2 separate regions of the Oncorhynchus mykiss genome follow, and region 2 is linked to region 1. The links are chromatin contacts, called in public Hi-C maps. All regions are on one chromosome and are shown on one strand. The core of a region is the stretch at or near the end of the contact, and the rest is flanking DNA. Distances in the headings are between cores, read along the strand shown.

What was found. A called contact is a pair of places that touch in the nucleus more often than the background predicts.
Region 2: a contact with region 1 is called in a Hi-C map of liver, with 2.5 times the contacts expected there. The contact joins the promoter of c6h9orf64 here to the enhancer-like site in region 1. A contact is called at or near these places in 2 of 3 Hi-C or Micro-C datasets (blood and liver).

The regions. Positions count from the first base shown.
Region 1 is chr6:18,114,505-18,121,174 of USDA_OmykA_1.1, forward strand. It overlaps LOC110525370 (sodium-dependent serotonin transporter-like), which reads right to left. Exons shown (of 13, transcript XM_021605422.2): 13 at 6,513-6,670. Among protein-coding and RNA genes, the nearest start is that of LOC110525370, 22 kb to the right of the region's middle. Within about 2 kb of position 2,962, at least 11 of the 11 cell types and tissues checked have an H3K27ac peak or open chromatin away from gene starts, as enhancers often do. A contact at or near this core is called in liver, where this site is marked.
Region 2 is chr6:18,248,995-18,255,198 of USDA_OmykA_1.1, forward strand. c6h9orf64 (queuosine salvage protein) reads right to left here and starts at 4,493. Exons shown (of 5, transcript XM_021605425.2): 1 at 4,368-4,493; 2 at 2,654-2,995; 3 at 1,740-1,996. The coding sequence starts at 2,990.

The DNA.
Region 1 (6,670 bases), core at 1,712-4,211:
TTGGCACAATACATTCGGGCAGGTAGCGTTCTCCTGGCATCTACCAAACCCAGATACATCCGTCGGAATGCCAGATGATGAAGCATGATTCATCACTCCTCAGAATGCTTTTCCACTGTTCCAGATTCCAATGGCGTCAGGCTTTACACCACTCCAGCTGACGCTTGGCATTGTGCATGGTGAGGTTAGGCTTGTGTGCGGTTGCTCGGCCATGGAAACCCATTTCAGGAAACTCCCGACAAACAGTTCTTGTGCTGACGTTGCTTGCAGAGGCAGTTTGGAACTCGGCAGTGAATGTTGCAACCGAGTCCAGACGATTTTTACACATTTCAGCACTCTGCATTCCTGTTGTGAGTTTGTGTGGCCTACCACTTTGCGGCTGAGCCGTTGTTGCTAGACCTTTCCACTTCAGAATAACATTACTTACAGTTGATCGGGGCAGCTGTAGCAGGGCAGAAATTTGACGAACTGATTTGTTGGAAAGGTGGCATCCTATGGTGGTGCCACATTGAAAGTCACTGAGCTCTTCAGTATGGCCATTCTACTGCCAATGTTTGTCAATGGAGATTGTATGGCTGTGTGCTCGATTTTATATACCTGTCAGCAACAGGTGTGGCTGAAATAGCCGAATCCACTCATTTGAAGGGAGAGAGAGAGAGAGAGAGAGAGATAGATAGAGAGAGATTATATATATATATATATATATATGTGTAGCTTAATTTATCAGTCTCCCATTTCTTCAGGTTTGTTGTGTGCAAATGACCCAAATTATTGAGTAACACTTTATAATACATTAATAATCCATTATACATGTTTATATATTTTAAATGCTTATGAATATTAATAATGCTTAAGCTATACGCTTCTAAATGTTAACAAATAATTAAAGTTATATAATAATAGTTTATAGTTAGTTTATAGATTGAGACAAAGCATTTGGGATAAAAGCTTCTGCCAAATTGCATAAATTAAAATAAAAAAGTAAATTCTGTACAAACAAATGGTTTCAGGTTTGAGAAATGTGCACTGAAACGAGTGTAAATGTGATTGAGAGAGGGCAGACAAACAGCTTGGGGGCATGCCACTCAACACAGCCTCTTCACGCATTTGATCACCACACGAACGTGTGTGTTGTGCATTAGCACTCTTGATGGGAACACTCATCAATGAGCATCAGACTTATATTCATCATTACATTCACTAAACAACAGTTTAAAGAGGCTGATTGAACTTATCCCTTTAATCTCTAGTCATGGAAACAGAGTGCACTGCTGGATCTGGGCCCATATTTCTAATGCTTGTCAGAGTAGGATCTAAGATCATGCCCCAATCAACTTGGGCTTGTACCTTACGCTGGGGAGGGATCTACTCCCCAGATCAAGGTATGATAACCAAAGCATGAAGAATTACTGTTGCGTCTACACTGATAAAGATTGATAATAAAGTTACTGGTCCCCTCCCCATGTCAAACACTTGGATTCAGGAGGCAGGACTATTGAGGGGATAGGGTGACATCTCCCTAACTCTTACCTCAACTCCATTCAACACCTTTGGGATGAATTGTAACGCCAACAGGGAGCCAGGTCTAATCGCCCAACCTCACTAATAATCTTGTGGCTGAATGGAGGCAATGTTCCAACATCTAGTGGAAAGCCTTCCCAGAAGATTGGAGGCTGTTGTAGCGGCAAAGGGGGACCAACTCATTATTAATGCTCAGGATTTTGGGATGAGATGTTCGACAAGCAGTTGTCCACATAGCTTTGGTTACGTATGGCTCAGTTGGTAGAGCATGGCACTTGCAACGCCAGGGTTGTGGGTTTGATTCCCACAGGGGAGTAGTAAGAATAAAACATTTATGCATTCACTGTCGCTTTGGATAAGAGCGTCTGCTTAATGACTAAAATGTCAACGTAGTATATCATTCATGTCACTCAACACACACAGTCAACCCAATGTATGTTAGTTTTTTTTATCATGTTTTTTTTCAACTTCAGTAGTACCTTGTGGTGGGGTATTTTAAGAATATTCCAATATATCAGGGTAAATAAGCAAAAATATAAATAATATAAGACAACTATAAACAATACATTAAAATTCCTTTAAACGATGACAGCAGCAGGAATATTAAATTACCTTAACAAAAAATATAAAATAATCATCAATTAACATTTTATATGGCCTATTCAAGACACACGCAGGTAACCTAGTGGTTAGAGCGTTGTACTAGTAACCGAAAGGTTGCAAGCTCGAATCCCCGAGCTGACAAGGTAAAAAAAATCTGTCGTTCTATTCCTAGGCGTCATTGAAAATAATAATTTGTTCTTAATTGACTTGCCTAGTTAAATAAAGTTTTTTTTTTAAAAACACAATAACATCCCACTGGGCACAGACATCAACATCTATTTCACGTGGAAACAACATTAATTCAACCAGTGTAGTCTATTTTATATAAAAATGAGGGACCCCGTGCCTATTGTCTAACATTCCAGTTTATCAGACAGATATGCGTAGACTAGGGTTTTTTTGATTGTTGATTCCCTTGATTGTTGATTCCCTTGGATCCAGTCGGACAGTAGGCATGACGTTGCTGTACACTGCTTCACCGGCGATGCAATGGTTTATACACACAAACTGCCATGACAATCATCACCACCAGCAGGATAGATAAGACAACTGCAATAGAAAAAAATACAATGTTACAAGCACATACATGAAAGAGATTTTAGACCATTCGTTGCGGCTCCGCCCTCTCACGAGAACCCACGCAAATAAAGAACTACAGGTTAGGAGGACTTTGCTGAAAAAACATGGCACTAATAGCCTTCAATTAACAGTAAAATAACAAAATCAAGGTTGCATACATCTACACACGTTATTTAGAAGATAAGCCTACATTCTTATTTTATTGCCAACAGGTGCGCCCCTGTCGTCTAGGAACACGGGCCTGCAATAGGCAACACATTAACCCGCATAAAACCTTACCCAAATTTTGATTCTGTAGGACTACATACGGCCTTTCATTTAGTTTAGAGTCACCTAGTTGTCCGTTCCCGTTCACAAACGCGCCAAAGGATAGAAAATACAGAATTAGGCTTTGTCGACTAGGATACAACATGATTATGCGAGAGGGAAAATAAGCTTCCACTTTCCCAGCATAATAATAGCAAAGACGATACAGTATGAGGATGGACAGAAACTGCTTCTCCAATACAACGTCCCCGATCACGCTTGTAGGTGACGTCATGGTGACGTTGCCTAGCTAAGATCATGCGCAGATACTCGTCATCGGTCTAATGATCGTCTCGCGCAGAACTGCGTATGTGCAGACCGACAAATCGAAGGCAATCCTTTGATATAAAGTTGTTTTTCACGAAAATGAAATCCTTTCAGTTTATCGCTTTCACAAGGTTGCAGTAAAAACATGTTCAGCTACTTAAGAAATTGGCTCGAATCTCGGTTGTACCTTTAGATTTTGAGAAAATTAACAACCAAGGAATAATTTTTCATTTCTCTCTTTGGCTTCTCAAACCCCATACTCCGGACTGGTCTGCCCATTGAGCTGAGTCTGTCTGCAGAGACCCAGTGGCCAAGTTTGATTCGCAAGCGTTCCCGGAAGTTTCGCGGCACCCTCGTGATATCACATTAGCCTACACTGGGTCCTAAAGCTGCCAGGTAGTACTAAAAATTAACCGTTTTACGCCGTATTTCAGTTTCATATCCAGTCTATCGATCAGTGTCATCTAGTCTAGTGATTGTACTCGGTTACTTATTTAATTGGGCCTACAGTGTGATTTGCGGATAATGTATTTTTTAACTTCCTTGTTATTTTAACTGAATAGGGAATTATGTAGTGGTGGGTTATCGGATAGAATATAAAGGATGTGTTACTCTTTCGGTATTTTGTTCTCGGTTCTCTTATATTAGGAATTCTATAGCCTAATAAACATCTGGTAAGGAAATAAAACAATTCAGTTTTTATAGTGCATATATAAGTCATTACTTTCTCTACATTCCTGAAATGTCAAAGAGCAATGGGGTAAAGTTATAAAGGTTAAGATGCTTGGGGTTATAGACTTACATCATTACTGTGCATGACTGATGTATTTGGCCTTTATCACATCATCTGTTGCCACGAGTAAAGCACATGTACCAGTACCAATACAAACACTATTTTCTTGTAATGAGCCCCAGAAGCATAATTGTTTCTGGAAAGTGTCTCTCTACCAAATGGGGATGGAAATACATTTGGTGTCTTCCTGGCCCCATAAATCATCACTGCAACAAGGAACCTGTAGGGAAACCGAAAACGAAGCACTGTGGAACTAGACTTCTCCACCAGTGATTTTGTGCTTGTGGTAAGATGGGAGGGAGAAGGTATTGTTCAAAGGCCAACGAGTTGGTGGGTTGATGTTTCATTTTGCAAGGATGGGTGATTGTGGCAATTAGACATTATGCTTGCTCTCTCGCTCTCGCTCTCTCTCCCTCCCTCTCTATGTTGTTCATTGTTGCTTAGGAGGTTTGACCAATGAGAAGACATGCAATCAGGCTCTGGACCAAATTATCAATTTCTAAGCAATCACGGGCGCATGTACTAGGTTCCATCAATTGACCGAACTCTGTTTTTGTCTTTAATGTTGTTATTTTTCTATCTTTGGAACATGAATTTAGGTCCCAGGTTAATTAACGTTGTATCTCTCTTCTTCCCTAAACACCAGAAGGTTCATCTACTCTGTATTTGCGCCTCATATTGATTGACACCCTTGAAATGAAACAAGACAGGTTGCATAGTGGTAGCCTAGAGGTTAGAAAGGCAGGCCTGCAATTTGAGGGTTGCTACTTCGAATAGCAAAATCAAATCCCTGATCTGAAAATGACGAGACAAAATATTCCCCTTCTTGTTCATCATGTTATACATTATACACTGAGGGTGTCTGCCTTTTGTCTAACATTGTGGCAAGCTGTGTAGTTCCTTTGGTGACAGTGTAGTTCTTAAATTTCTCTGCAGCGTTTCTTCACATAGTGAAGTAATAAGCAGATGGTAATATAGGAGCAGCCATTGAGCCAGTGCTCCTTTCATGTCTCTTCTGCAGGTCTGTTTGAGATACAACTCTACTGCAACGACCCACACAAAGGGGCTTTGATGTGTGGCGCTCAGCTCCCCTATGTAGAAATACCCAAATGAGGAATTGTGTAAACAAACCCATTGATATTCTGTTCTCCTCATACCAGAGGACCTTGACGCGATCAAGGTCTTCTGGGGCAGGGAGGAGTTGTTCTGTTTAATAAAACATTTAATTAAAACCATTTGAAGCCGTTCTATTCCGTTGTATGTTGATGATTTCTGGATATTGCAAATCAGGCTTTTAATTAGAATCGCTCATTAGGGTGTACAGCGACGGCAACCACAATGACACGAGAGGGACAGCTATCTATAATGGACACCCCTGCCTCCGCACACGTTCAGCTCTGAACATTTACTTACGTTTACTGTTTCTGTCAAGATGAACAGCAGCAAGCGATCAAATCATGGTTTTGTTGTTATAAAAAAAAATACAATATATAGTAATGGTAAGAAGACGAAGAAGACGAAGAAGAAGAAAGTGGACAAAACACAAAGATGTAATACATATGTTTATATATATATATTTATTTTTTTACTTCTCATTACATGTATACGATAACATTTGCTGCCACATCCTACAAATACAGGGACCTCCATGCTTCCTTTTCTATTTAGAAAGACCGAAATCACAAAACATTCCAAATATTATATAGCATAATTAAAAAGGCTCAACACATTATTCTCTGAAGATAAATTAAACAAAGGTTGAGAATAAATGGAAACATGTTACAATCTCTGATAGGCTTTGATTTGAGTAACAGTTCAAACAGTCTTATCAAATAGAGAGACAATAAACGTTTTTGTTTTTTGTCTGGAGAAGCGAAATATCAATACATATTATATAAAGCTTTGACCTATCTACAATATTTAGGCAGATTTAAGGCAGAAAACACTGGAAGTTGTTTATCCCAACAACAAACACTTAGGAGAATATATTTTGTAGTCCCTTTGCAACTGGTATTTACTAAGAAACTGGTAAAATGGGTACCAACTGGTTCAAACAATTGGGAAAGGCCCAGAAACCAAATACATAACAATAATTATGTTATTATCATTTCACCTACATTTCCAAGTAAATTCCAGGTAAATAAAGGACTATGAAATAAAGCATAACCACAAATGAAATACTTTTAGCAGCTTATTTGGTCTCATCTGCTAACTGCATTCTTTGAGGTAGGCCTAATCCTTTTAACTTGCATGTTGGTGAGGAACTATTGTTGGTAAAAATCCATTGAAAAAACGTTTAAGACATCAACCATTTGTCAGCCACACAGTATAACTTGTTTTACTTATCGCACATAACAAATTACATTATCTGTATGAAAAACAGTTATTGACATGTATATTAATACATATTGGTTATTCATCTTATTGAACTAATACTCTTAAAACATATCCCCTGCATTTTATGTTTTGGGATGTTGATGAGATTTTTTCCAGAACTGCTTCTCGCTGTGGTTGCTTAAAAGGGTACGCCACAAAAAAACAATGGTAATTTAATGTGACTGGGTCATGTTTTTGAACTCTTAATAATAACCTAGCAAAAAT
Region 2 (6,204 bases), core at 3,243-5,742, 140 kb after region 1:
AGGGACTTTGAAATTAATTTCAATTAATCTGATCACCCTTCATAACATTCTGGAGTATATGCAAATTGCCATCATGCAAACTGAGGCAGCAGACTTTGAAAATTAATATTTGTGTCAATCTCAACTTTTGGCCACGACTGTATAATCAAAAGCATGGTAATGAATGTATGGCATAGATAACATACTGTATTGTGTGTAACTGAAACACATTTTTAACCCTTGCTTCCACATGGCACCATTTCCACATTAATCTTACAGCACCTGAGGCACATTTGTGCTCTTACTCTCTACACAAGGTGAATTTGGAATGAGTGGGTCATCCTATTAACTGGGACAGCTTAATCCTGATGTGTTTATTTCTTGGGTATTAAGCCCTTGCAGAGAAACCACAAGATCAAAATCACATCACTTTATTAGTGTGACATCAGAGGGAAGCAGTGCAAGCTGCAAACAGGAAGCTCACCCCGCAAAGCACAAGGTTAGATCAGTGACATAACATCAAAACAAAAAAAAGTTAAGGTTCTAAAACTGTCAAATAATGCACTGAGCCAAATTATGATGTAAATGTGTATACTATGTACTGGTGCATCAAAATACATTAAAAAGTTACCAATATTATGTTTCATTTTTGTAATTCAGTGATTTTTTTGTTGTTGTCCCGCTTTACCAACCATAACTTGCTAAAGTAGGACATCATGGAGTAGCGAAAGTAGGACATCATGGAGTAGCTAAAGTAGGACATCATGGAGTAGCTAAAGTGGGACAGTCTTATAGCCTTCTCCAATGGAGGAAAGAGATCCAGTAGGGACGCCCTGTACTTAGGTTAGGCGGGGCTCTGGTTATTGTAGTACTATATTCTGTTAATTATTTATTGTAGTACTCTTGTTAGCACTGTTATTTGGGTGAATTCAGAAAAAGTGGGAGACTTTTTATAACCTCTTCAGACATCTAACATATTATCCCAACATGATATATTTCTAAAATCTTCAGATGTTTCCTTATCACACAAAATGTAATTGTCATTGGGGTACAATTAGGACTATAATAATGGTGTCCCTGTTTAACCTACTATCCCAGTCCACCAAATGCAAACAAAAAATATGGTTTTGACTCAGTGTACACAAATGTGTGTGTCATGTCTCCTGTGAATATGATATAAAAATCCCTACCTTCAGGCTATGCTCAAACCCTACACCCCCAACCCGCCACCTCAGGTATCTTGGCCCTGCTACCCCTACGGGAGGGCAGTTCCCACACAAACCAGTCCAAGCTCTTCTCCATCCTGGCACCCCAAAGGTGGAACCAGCTTCCCCCTGAAGCTAGGACAGCAGAGTTCCTGCCCATCTTCAAAAAACATCTGAAACTCTACCTCTTCAAACCGTATCTAAAATAATCCTTTCTTTAAAAAAAAAAACAGAACTTACACTTGACCCCCCCAGCTCTGACAGCTACATTGAGGAAAATGTTTACTTTCTATGCCTGTGAAATGTGGTTGTCCCACCTAGCTATCTTAAGTTGCTCTGAATGCACTAACTGCAAGTTGCTCTGGATAAGAATGTCTGTTAAATGACAAATGTAAAATAAAATAAGTGTGAGATTAGGAAACATCTTGAGTATTTCAGAGATGTATCATGGCCTAATATGTTGGATAGGTTACAGAAGACAAAAATGCAAAAAGTGTCCCAGTTATTCCAAATTCACCCTACGTTATGTTGAAGAGGTTGTGTTTTGTGTATAACCTTGTATGTGGCCTCGTCCCTGTATGAGGGCAGGTTGTCTACAATGAGCTCCACCATCTTCTGCGCATCTCTACCGGCAGGGCTTATGAAGCTCCGGAAGCTCCCGCCGTGCTGCAGGAGCACACGTCCCCCCTCTGTGAGGACCCGGTGACGCTCCTCAAGCATGGGCATGGGCGTGTTGTTATCAGAGCGCAATACACGGCCCAACTCCTCAACACTCATCTGGGAGAAATAGGACGGTTCTGTGATGGGAATACCTATAGAGGGCATGGTATCTTGATTAGCTGCGTTCAGATGGACAATAGGTCATTGGAAATGTTACTGAAAATGTGTTAATTTTTAGAACAAGCAAGAGTGTAATTTACTTCAAAGGTTTTATCATGCATGCATTCTGCAAACGATAACAGTGTACAAGCAAACAGCACAAAGCAGTGTGTGTATGAGAGGACAGGCAGCCCTAGACAGAACAGATATAGGGCTGTAGCGCTCACCCTCTTCTAGGCTTGGGCGGTCTACTGTTTAACGGGGTATTTCGAAATACCGATATTTCTAATACCGTTTCATTTATTTATTCTTTTTTTGGGGGGTTGGGGAATCCCCGCCTCGCTAAGGGATTGTGTGCGACGCCACTGCAGGTTAAGTATAACTATAAGAAATCTAAGATGTGTTAAATAATATCCAGCTCAGGGCTCCAGCTATGCATTTGGTTTGCTAACTTCCAAGCTAAGTGGCTAGATGTCAAGATCAAGCTTCTTGGTTACAGGAGATACATTCATTCCCCTTCTGGATCAAGATTCTTGTTGCCTAAATTGTTTGTGTGTAAAGAAACATTTTATAGCGCCCCTTGTGTCCACTTCCGATAATACCATATGGTACAGAAACGGTATGAAAATCTGGATATTGTCCCTTCCTACCCTCTTCCATTGCTCTGGTGATGGCAGCACAGAGGGTCATGTAACCGTAGTAGGTGGTCCCACGGTACGTCACCTCACACTGCTGGTCCTCCCGTTCGGGCCAGAAGGAGAAGTTCATTGTGTCGACTACAAATACCCAGTTCAGGGCATGATCGGAGGTTGGGGAGGGGGCCAAGGGGTTGGCCTTCTTCCACCCACTGGCTGTGAGGTCCTCACTCTTCCGCAGGGCATAGAGCATCTCCGCTACCCTCCGCACGCCCTCCTCCTCCACAAACACATCCTGACTGTGTTCCACCACGAACCGGCCAGACTCACGGGGGGGCAGTGGGGCCTCCATCAGCACTGCAAATAAAAAGACCAGTCACATCATCTTCGATGTTCAATGTTACACTTCTCACCCCCTCGCTCTACATAAATAGGTACACCATACCACGACAAATTAAAATGTTCTCAAATAAAACTTAGAGACTGGGACATGACACCAGCATTGCATACATGGTAGTCTACTGTTCAAAACCACCTTCACTCTGCTATGTTTGTAAAAAGAAAAGGGCTTTATAAAAATACATTGGATTGACTGATGTTGAGTCACGCTCGCGCTTCCCTCTTTTTATGGGAAAAACAAATGTACATCTTTAATGGAAAAAGCACAACCCTGAATGACTCAAATGCTATATATAGCCCAGTATAATCCTATATAACTAATGCTGCGTTCATAACCATGTGGAAAGGTTGTATTTACTATACACACAACTTGGAAAAATCCACTTGAACGCCCCTCCAACTTGTAATTACTAGTGGGAAACTCATGGTGCGTTCAAGACAACTGGATTCTTCAGGTCGGAAAGTCTGAGCTTCAGATTTCTTTCCATGAGATCCCAGTTGTCTTGAACGCATTGAAGTCAAAAAGATTTCCCAGTTGTTTTGCGTGGGGCATCATCCATCCCTAAACTCAGAGACTTCTCCTACATGCTGACCTGACGTCACCTACTAGGGAAATTACCTTGATAACAGCATTTTCCACAGTTAAATGCAACAAAACACAATTTATAAAAAGCTATCTATGCACATGGTTAAAATTTGTTTACAAGCATGATAGCTGTACTTTAGTTGATTGTTGACACAGCTTGTTGTCCATTAGCCAATCAGCGTTTGTCAACAAGTTCAAAACATGTGAATGCATCCAACTCGTATTTAGGACTTTACAACTGGCAATTACCACCTTTCCATTTGGTTATGAAGGCAGCATGAGTTCACTGTGACAAGGACAACGAGTAAACTGTCATAACTGGACTTCACGCAAGTAATGCCACGTTCAAATCAACTGGGAACTTGAAAGAAAACGAGCTCCGACTGGGAAAAATCGATTTGAACGGTCATTCAACTCGGGATCTCGGGCCTCTTTTTTGAGCTCCGACCTGAAGATCACTAACGTCATGATTTGACCTCGTATTTTTCCGAGTTCCCAGTTGCTTTGAACGCAGCAAAATTACCCTGCATGTGAAATGCGTCGTTACTGTTCATTCCACATGAGTTTCTACGTTCTATGTTGACTATACAGGCTACATTGTAACGTTACGCCTGTAATTTATATCGAATGTAATATTACTAGATTGTTTAATTTATCATTATCAGTTAAAGGTTCAACCGTTGTCCACGACGATACATTTTTTTTTTTTTTAACATGACCAATTGTGTAGTTAGTTGGCCTTACCTGGACTTTAGGACTTGGCTGAAGTAGCGGCAGACAGAAAAAAAATGGGCGTGGAGCGATAGGTCTATATCCGGTGTCTGTCAACCAATTATATTAGAGCCAATGTCAGACGAATGCGGAAAAATAAAGAGGTAGCTTGTAACGATTTCCTCAGATCCGGTATCTTTGTTTCCGAGGACATTACAGTGCCAAAGGATATGCTGTGTCAGTTTGTTGTTCCTAATCCAAATGGACTCTTTCCGTAATTGTTTTGTGACCTGTTTTTTTTTTATTCATTAGTTTAGTAATGGATTCGTTATTTTATCAGTAAAGTGAAACGAGATGTTGCTGTTTAGTTTGGCACCACATATCTGCTATTGCGCCACCACTACACATTTTTAAATAAAACCGTTCCTGTACTGCACATAGCCTAATAACAATTGATAATTCTTTATGACAACGTCCCACCCTGCAGCATCCTATTTAAACTGAGTCGGCAGATTCGGTCAGACAAGTGGCATAAACTTTATTTTCATAAGACAAGTCAGTTTCTCAAGCTACAGCGGGGCAAGGGTCAGGCGAAGGGGGATATCGACACATTAAGAAAATCATTAAGCATGATGGATTCTGGAGTATATGTAAAGTCTAACACTAGAGATACCATACATACACCTAACATTGTAAAATGGTATGACCACTTCTCCCGGATTGTCCCGGACAGTCCTGCGTTTTGCCTTTGTCCGGCACTTTAAAACAGCAACTTCAAACACCACTAGTTAAAATAAAAGGCTGATTTGTCCAATATTTCAGTTAGACATTCCAACCGGTCTCTTGCAGTCATGCGTTAATGAATGTAAACTCAGCAAAAAAAAGAAACGCCCCTTTTTCAGGACCCTGTCTTTCAAAGATCATTTGTAAAAATCCAATTAACTTCAGATCTTCATTGTAAAAGGTTTAAACACCGTTTCCCATGCTTGTTCAATGAACCATAAACAATTAATGAACATGCACCTGTTAAGACACTAACAGCTTACAGACGGTAGGCAATTAAGATCACAGTTATGAAAACTTAGGACACTAAAGAGCCCTTTCTACTGATTCTGAAAAACACCAAAAGATAGATGCCCAGGGTTCCTGCTCATCTGCGTGAACATGCCTTAGTCATGCTGCAAGGAGGCATGAGGACTGCAGATATTGCCATGGCCACAAATTACAATGTCCGTACTGTGAGATGCCCAAGACAGCGCTACAGGGAGACAGGACAGACAGCTGATTGTCCTCGCAGTGGCAGACCACGTGTAACAACACCTGCACAGGATCGGTACATCCGAACATCACACCTGCGGGACAGGTACAGGATGGCAACAACAACTGCCAGAGTTACACCAGGAACACACAATCTCTCCATCGGTGCTCAGACTGTCCGCAATAGGCTGAGAGGCTGGACGGAGGGCTTGTAGGCCTGTAGTAAGGCAGGTCCTCACCAGACATCACCGGCAACCATGTCGCCTATGGGCACAAGCCCACTACCGCTGGACCAGACAGGACTGGCAAAAAGTGCTCCTCACTGACGAGTCACGGTTTTGTCTCACGGTCGGATTCTCGTTTATCGTCGAAGGAATGAGTGTTACACCGAGGCCTGTAATCTGGAGCAAGATCGATTTGGAGGTGGAGGGTCCGTCATGGTCTGGGGAGGTGTGTCACAGCATCATCGGACTGAGCTTGTTGTCATTGCAGGCTGTGTTACTGTGAAGACATCCTCCTCCCTCATGTGGTACCCTTCCGGCAGGCACATCCTGACATGACCCTCCAGCATGACAATGACACCAGCCATACTGCTCATTCTGTGCATGATTTC